3 separate regions of the Mus musculus genome follow, and all the other regions are linked to region 1. The links are chromatin contacts, called in public Hi-C maps. All regions are on one chromosome and are shown on one strand. The core of a region is the stretch at or near the end of the contact, and the rest is flanking DNA. Distances in the headings are between cores, read along the strand shown.

Region 1 (2,700 bases), core at 137-2,636:
AAGAATCTCTCACACACCTAGCATTGACTTCTCCATCTGGGTGATGCAGCCCTTTCCGTGTGTGTCTACTGCACCCATGGCTCAAAGCACTCCAGACTCTATATCTCACATCCCATTTCCTGTTTCCCGAACCTTCCGAGGATGTTCTTTATACTCTTCTCCACTCTAGTTTTTAGCCCCATCCCCTAGTTTTTTAACCTAAATATCTCAAAACTGTTACTGCAGAGCCTTTCCTGACTTTGCTCCTTTTTCCTAGACAGTAATTGAATGGCCTGATGAGGATTTCACTGTCTTGTGTAGTCAGCATTGGTTACTCATATTGAAGCTGTGACCCTGAAGGACAAATATTATATATACATTTGATTCTAAATTTTTAAATCCAAATACATTCCTGGCCCAACACTTATACTTCCTCATCTTGACATGTCTTTTCTGAGCTCAAATGAAGGACACAATCAGAAGAGTAACTGGATCATATTCGGATCTATTCATAAGTGACACTATATATAGTCTCTTACTTTAAACTAGTCTGCTAATTTGTTTCAAGTGGACAATCCACATATTTTCTGTGTTTCTGCTCATTTTCAAAACTGAAAATAACAAGGATATGTTATATTCATCCAAACTAATCACATCAGAATGATCTTTTTACTATTTTGGACCATTGCATTTTATGTCTTGTAAGCTCTGAGAAGGGAGTGACTTTCATGAAACTCATGGATTTTCCCTCAAAGCTGGAAGCAAACCCGAAGTTAAATCTGATAATATCTGAAATTTACAGATGGGAAGAACGAGACCCCATGAACAGTGGGGGTTTTCCTATTGACAGAAATCATTAATAATCAAACTAGGATAAGTGCTTCCGGGCCAACCAGATATTATAGATGCTTGTTTCCTCCAGCAAGATTATTAGATCCTGGGAAAAGAAATGTTATGGAATTGCTGGTGATCCTATAACTGTCAATCAATTCTAGGCCAGGAAATCCAGAAGTTAAGGAGGTGGTTATCTTGCTAGGGAAATTCTAAAAGCCTTCCTGATGAGTTGACATCATAACAATACAGACTGTTTTCACAGAGGGAGGGCTCTGTTTAGTTTGCTTGGAGAGAAGGCAGCAGCAGTACAATTTTGATGTTTCTTGTTCTCCCTCTTCTCTTGAATGAGCAGCAGGCATCTCTCTCCTTCCCCCTCCCCAGGCAGCCCCTAACTCCTGTCAAGATGCACTGACAGTCCTCTGAGATAAATATTCTTATCTTGTCCTAGCCAGCTTCCATCTGGATAAAGGTATCTATCTCATGTAAATATTTCCCAGGCCCCTATCTCTGCAGGACTGAAGTGCTCAATTAGCTATGGACTAAGCCTTTGCAGCAAATGGCACAAATGGTGAACAGCTGCTATGTTTCAGGAGAGGTGAGGTCATCCCTATATATAGAGCCTGGCAAGCTGCTTGTAGCCCTAGCCGCTCTCAGCATGCAAACCACACCTGAGCTATAAGTCAGTCATCTGCCTGGAATGACAGGGTCATGGCAGATCTTTCCTTCTTTGATGGGCAACTCAGAAGGAGATCAAAGTCCTTTACAATTTTTCAGCTCTTTCTCACAACTGCTGCTTACAGCATTTTCTATTACTTTTTTTTTTCCTGCCAGCATTATACATAATAAAAATCATTGCCTACAAAACTGGCTTTATTTTCTTTCTTGATTTTTCTCTTAATAACCTGTGGTTTGACTATAGATAATTTCATAACATATTATCAGGGTACCTATAGAATTGTCACTTATTAGCATCTTGGCAATAAGTCATGCTGTACTTATTACTCTTTCTCCTGTATTTCCTATTACATCATAAAACTCCTTTTTCCTGGCACAGTGTACTAGAATGAATATGTCAAAGTGACTATTCCTAAACCCTTATTAACTCTGATGACCTAATCACTGCTAAGATGGCATGATTGTTGTAGCTTCTACAAAAATCTAGAAACGATGAGACAATCTGCTCTTAGACTCCAGTTGGTTCTCAGTTGGGCTGTAGTTATGACTGTGATGATTGAAAACGGTCCTGAAATAATGCCAAGTGATGGCTAGATCTCCCCATCATTTGATTGATTCGAATTTTCTGTAACTCAGAGACAAGGACAGGACAATTAGTGAATTGTATAAAGCCGGCTACATATATAGACAAGATATACTTGTTACTGGGGGTCTTGCAGTCAATCTAGCTTCAACTACCCTCAACTGTGCACTCTAGAAAACCCACAGAAGCCAGTGAGCTTCTGTTTCATCACCAAGAAAAGAGAGATGACAATCTCCAACCACTTTGCTTCCCTCACAAGGTGAGGGAGATTCTCCTGCAAGAATGTGTTCACAATGTCGTGTCCATTAAACCATCTGGCGAGTGGGGGCAGTGGCTTGAGATATGGCTCAGTGGTTTAGAGAACAAACTGCTTATTCACAGGACCATAGGATCTGACAGTGCCCAAGTCAGACAGTTGTGAACAAGAAAGACCTACCTGAATGGACAACTTCTTTAAGTAAGTTATAAATTTCTGCTGTGGTTCACAACATTCTATCCTCAGTGTAGAGTGCAGAGAGCAGTCCAACATAAGTAAACATATTGCTTACACTAATACGACTGAGTGTTCTTTAGAGGCACAGATGACAGCATGTAAAACTCCCCTGCCACTTCCTTTTGTCTTGCCCACT
Region 2 (2,700 bases), core at 142-2,641, 980 kb after region 1:
AAACTCAAACATACTCTTAGGTCAGGCAGGCCAGAGTTCAGGAAAGTAACGTGAGGTCATCTAGTTAGTTCTGCCCTCATCCAGTTGGGCCTTATCTCCCAAGTCTAACCAATCATTTTTATTGGAAGATATACACTTCTAGTTTTTTCAACAGGAGCTGAAAAGCTGGATTTAGAGCAACCCCCAAATTTGAAATGTTACCAAGGGCAAACGCATTCTTTAAGGATAATATTGTAGAGAGGCCACATGAAATAGGAAAAGTTATAGCTGTCACCACAGCCCCTTTAATTTATATACCTTCAACACATTAAAAAAAAAAAAAAAGAACCTGTTTAACCTGTCAGTGAGAGACAGAACTTGCTGTACCCCAGTCACCAAGGCTTAATATATATTCAAATATAATACCTACATATGCATATATGGTATGATTATATTTCATAAAATTGTATCATATACACATGCAGAAGTCTGTTCACATGTGTGTTTGTGAGTTCAGTAGAGTGTTTGCCACAGTGTATACATCACAGTGCATGTGTCAGAAGACAACCTTTGTATCAGTCTTCATCTGCCACCTGGTTTGAGACAAGGGTGAATGACAGGCAAACTGCCAACTGTCTCCACCTTGCACTTGCCCACAGCGGCTTGCAGGACTGTGTCTGGCTTTTTGCATTGGTTCCAGGAAACCTTATTCAGGTTATCAAGCTATACCCACTGAGCCGCTCCCCAGCCCACGAGATATATTTTTAATGCTCAAGCTGTGACAAGCAAGCCTAAAGCCATCTTGCATTTGTCAAGCATGACTGCTGATGTTGCCAGCTATTGGTAACGTGCCCAAACATGCTGCATGAGGTTCTTTCTCATTTTACTTCAGAGGTAAAGATTATGTGTAATGATGCCACCTGTCCAGTTCCTGTCATTGCGGTCACCATTCAGGGGAAGGCAATATGTGAATCTCAGTGTCTTCATGACACTTTTATAATCTCTGGGTTGAACCTGGACAGCGGCATCCATTTTCAGCCACTAACTCTGCCTTTTCTCTAGAGAGTTTTTGCAACGAATATTGCCTGGGCTTGATTTCAGTTGTGGACAAAGAGTTATCAGGATAATGCTGGCAGCTTCATCAGGGTGTATCCAAATAATAGAAGAGTCATATGGAAAGGGAAAAGGTTTGTTCCTACAGGTTTCCAAAAAATAGGGGGAGGGGGAAGAAAAGGCTGGACAAGGAAGAAAGAAGAGACAGAAATAAAAAGTATCAGTGAGACTCCCCAGCTGCCTTTCTCACAGCCCACATGAAGGCTCTTCATCCTTTTGATCAAAGTGCAGCACGCATGCCCTTTCTGTCTGTGTGCAGATCGGCTTAAAGGGAGCTCTGCTATTTTAAGGTGGGATTGTTTGAATTTGACTTTAAAAGATTAAATATTTCAGTTTCCTTTTGCACCGTGCCCCAGAAGGGAAGCAGCAACTTAAACCTGAAGAAACAATACTCAGGAAGTGGCGCCTCACGCTCAGAAAGGTTTTCTAAAGGGAAGAGGTCTACAGCTCTCTTCACCAGGGAGAGGGAAGCAAGGGTCCTGACCTTCAAAGAACAAAAGAACAAAGTCTAAGGAAAGTCACATCACAAATGCCACAATAAAATTATTTTTCAATTCCCCAAAGCTCTGATTTATTTCGCTTAGGTAGATATTGTTTCCATCCATTCAATATTATAAATGTATCCATTCATAAATTCATTTAACTTCTCAAACTCAGAATAGTTTCCAAAGAGAAAAGACCATTTTGGATCGCTGGCTAAGGTGTTGTGTTTCGTTTTGTTCTGAAATTGGTCATTTTAATATATTTCCAAGTTTTCTGGTAAAATAGAGTGGTCTTTTCACTTAAAAACCTTTTAACCACAACTCACTGTATGTGTGAGGATAACTTAGACTCCCTTTTCATTCTAGAATATTCTATTCTCTATTCTTGTGGTGAGCTAAACACATCTCTACTTGACCAAGAAATATGTACCTGGGTCACACGAATTGTACCATTGCCTCTTAATCAACCCATTCGACCATTTCTGTGTGTCAATATCAAATTCACAAAACAAAACCTCTGATTAAATTCCTGTTGCCCTTGTGGGTCCAGAATTTGAGAAGATTTTCATATGATTTTTGATCACCTATTTAAGAAGACTGCTTCTCCCAAATATGAAACAAGAATTTGATGTTTCTATACCCATTCTTTTCTAATTTCTACTTTGTTAAATAACAGCAGTTTGGGGCTGGGAAAGTGATCAATAATTAAGACAAGTTCAGTTCTCAGCACCAGCCCTCATCTGCCTGTAGCTCCAGCTGTAAAGGAATCCACTGCCCTCCTATGCTCTCTAAAAACACTTGCATGCATGTTTACTCATGTCAAAACACATACAAATAATTAAGATAATTAGATTTATAGAGCTTAATAATTTAAAATCGTATTTGAAGTTTTTCCATTATGCTATATGATAATGAATGGCAATCAATGTACCTCTGGTGTGAAATTATGAGGTAATCAGTGTATCACTGTGCAGAATGATGATTCTTTTGCCAGGCGCAGAATGATTTACTTGTCAAGCAGTATAAAGAACATGACATCACACTTGGAGTCAATGCAATTCAGAGCAGCTATGAGAGGTGAGAGGTAATCGAGGGCTCTTCCTTGCCCCGATTCAAGGCTTTTCCT
Region 3 (2,700 bases), core at 142-2,641, 700 kb after region 1:
TATACATGGCTTAGCCTGGAAGTCAAACTGGCCTGTTCAGGCGGGTGTTGTTTTGTTTTGTTTGTTGTTGTTTTCTCTGTTCAATAATAAGGAAATTGAGCCTAGCTAGCATTGACATCTCGCTGATTCATCACTTCATTCACAGACCCATGTGCAGCCCCTGCCACATGAAGAGCAGTAAATAAATAGAATACCATTTTTACTGGTGGAAACCGTGCTATATAATTCTAAAACCCAAGCCTTATGGCATTTAATAAGGGTTGGTTTGGTATAAATAGAAAACCCAGTTATCGTTATAATTTTCAAACACTGTGCCCTTTAGTCAATTATATCCCCACCCTTTATTACCTACACAAATGATAATCAGGAGAGAGCTCCAGCATTCTGGCTACTTCCTGAAGTGTTCTCCCTTTGTGTTTGAAGTAATCTCCATAGCTATTAAAGGGCAGAGTATTTGATTGTCAGTGCTAGGGTTCAAAGTATCTGGACAAAGGATGTTGTGGACTTTGGACCCCATACATCTTGCTAACCCTCGATGGGTCTACACAGTGTCTGTCATAAGGACTTCCTGCGAAGTTCTCTTACAGTGGGCTGGAATCTCACAATGCTTAAGAGCTGAACTTCTGCCTGTCTTCTGTCTCCTAGTGTTATTAAGTGGACCAGGTGACATGGAGTCTCCTCAGCAACTTTTTCCATCTCCTGTTTCCTTTATACACTGAAAGGTCTATATTTGGATCGCTCCCAAAATAAGTCTTAATTGATTTTTTAAGGTGTTCTCAACTGCCATGGCAATGATAAGCAAATATCTCTTCATGAATAGCCTTCTGCAATTGACTATTCTTACTGAGTATAAGCTTCAGTGCTCTTTCTTCAATGCTTCTGCCTCTCTCTCTCTCTCTCTCTCTCTCTCTCTCTCTTTCTCTCTCTCTCTCAGCATATTTCCTTTAGTCTGTTAAAACTATAATTAATATATATTTAAGTATAAATATACTCCAGAAGAAAATAATATATTTCAATAGTGCAATTCTTCAAAATAAAAACCTCCTATGATTTTTATCATTAACAACAACAGTACACATACACGCGCACACACACACACATGCACACTAAAAATAGATTGTGTTTTCAAGGGTAATAGCTGTCTTATTATTGGCAGGATCTGCTACACGTCTGTAACCTCTTTTGAAGTCACCTTTAACAGTGTGTTTCATTATAAAAATTATTTTTCTCTCTCAGGAAAAATTATTATTCATCTTTGGAGAGAACATCTTGTCAAGTGGAGCTGTTCAACAAAACAAGGAAAACATCTCTGCCAAAGCACAGCAAATGTGATTACCAAGCCAAGGAGAAGCCCGTAATTAGATCATTTCCATGGAAACAACCTAATTACATGTGTAAAGCAGTGAGAGCCGAGCTGAACATTGAATATGCTAATACCATTGTCTATGTTGTAATGTTTCTGCTACTTAGCTTCTCTCAAATATAAAATATAAACCATGTAGATAAACCCCAACTCTGCTAAGTGAATAAAAACCCACAGTGCATTGGATGTGCATTGCAAATGAATGTAATCCTGGGATATTTAACTGCTTATAATCAACACACACCTATATCCTTAAATAACCAAGGATAAAGAATGCATTGTCATGTATACTAATAATAAGTGCACAGTAGCATGTAAGTCGCCAAATGTCCATAAGTGAGCATTCTGCAATTTCACATGGTGTAAATTTTATTTATAAAAACAGCTAATGAAAAAAACAATTTATTTTTTAAGCCATGCATTCTTTACTTATTCTAGGGAATTATTTTATGTCAGCAAGAATTAATCATTTAGAAGCCTGTTGAATTTTTTTTTAATGTTCCATGTGATCTATATTTGGGTACCCCAGTCAGAGGGGCAGTGGGAAGTTACACCAAAATGATTTCATTAATAGAAGAATGAGTTTGCCTTTTTAAATAATGAAACCTATACCGTGCTTCTATATACCTCTTAATATCATTCCCAAGTGTTTCTTTGAGTTAATCTCTTGAACACAGCTTTGAAACTCCAGCCTTGCTATCCTCAACTGAGCAATTTGACAGCATCTCTAACAGCCTGAGGCATCCACTGGTCTTCAGCTTTCCCAAATGTAAGAGTTCACTTATCTCCTTGCTATAACCAAGAATATGAAAGAAACAAGGAAGAAGGGGTTTATTTTGACTTACAGAACACCGTGGCAGAATGTTTCTTTAATCTAGCAACATAGAGAGAACAGGAAATGGGCTAGGCATTCCTCAGGACTTGGGAGAGCAGGCTCTGGTCCTCATCTGAACAGCACAATACGGCTGACCCTGATGGAGAGGGACAGGTGAGCTGGCCCTAGCTGGCCCTGCCATTGGCCTAGCATGAGCTGACATGGGCGCCTCCTACCAATACCACCCGAGGTGGTCGTTGGCGCTCTGGGAGAGCTGACCCCAGGGTCATGAGGATGGGAAAGCTGGCCCCTCTCCTGACTGGCTGTAGTACTCAGGAGATCAGCCCCTGTACTTCAACTGGAGAGCACAATGGAGCTGACTCTGATGGCATGGGCGCATATGAGCCAGCCTCAAGGTCATGAGAGCAGGAGAGCTGACCCTGTCCGGCTGATGGTCGCATTGGATGATAAAGTCAAGGCAGTGTTAGTTCATTCTGGTGGTGTGGTTCAGGAGACCTGGTGG

Evidence for each region. A called contact is a pair of places that touch in the nucleus more often than the background predicts.
Region 2: a contact with region 1 is called in a Hi-C map of cerebellar granule neurons, with 1.9 times the contacts expected there. The contact joins two enhancer-like sites. A contact is called at or near these places in 4 of 484 Hi-C or Micro-C datasets (cerebellar granule neurons, cerebellum and cerebral cortex) and 1 of 115 datasets of contacts at active chromatin or transcription factors (vascular smooth muscle cells).
Region 3: a Hi-C map of cerebellum shows a contact between it and region 1, with 2.0 times the contacts expected there. The contact joins two enhancer-like sites. A contact is called at or near these places in 1 of 15 datasets of contacts at CTCF or cohesin (pro-B cells), 4 of 484 Hi-C or Micro-C datasets (cerebellar granule neurons, cerebellum, myocytes and 1 more) and 2 of 115 datasets of contacts at active chromatin or transcription factors (VIP interneurons and astrocytes).

Annotation. Positions count from the first base shown.
Region 1 is chr3:20,660,680-20,663,379 of GRCm38.p6, forward strand. No RefSeq gene overlaps it. Among named protein-coding and RNA genes, the nearest start is that of Gm31466, 160 kb to the left of the region's middle. Within about 2 kb of position 1,387, at least 34 of the 459 cell types and tissues checked have an H3K27ac peak or open chromatin away from gene starts, as enhancers often do. A contact at or near this core is called in cerebellar granule neurons and cerebellum, where this site is marked.
Region 2 is chr3:21,638,365-21,641,064 of GRCm38.p6, forward strand. No RefSeq gene overlaps it. Among named protein-coding and RNA genes, the nearest start is that of Gm31693, 63 kb to the right of the region's middle. Within about 2 kb of position 1,392, at least 22 of the 459 cell types and tissues checked have an H3K27ac peak or open chromatin away from gene starts, as enhancers often do. A contact at or near this core is called in cerebellar granule neurons and cerebellum, where this site is marked.
Region 3 is chr3:21,355,895-21,358,594 of GRCm38.p6, forward strand. No RefSeq gene overlaps it. Among named protein-coding and RNA genes, the nearest start is that of Gm31610, 130 kb to the right of the region's middle. Within about 2 kb of position 1,392, at least 43 of the 459 cell types and tissues checked have an H3K27ac peak or open chromatin away from gene starts, as enhancers often do. A contact at or near this core is called in cerebellar granule neurons and cerebellum, where this site is marked.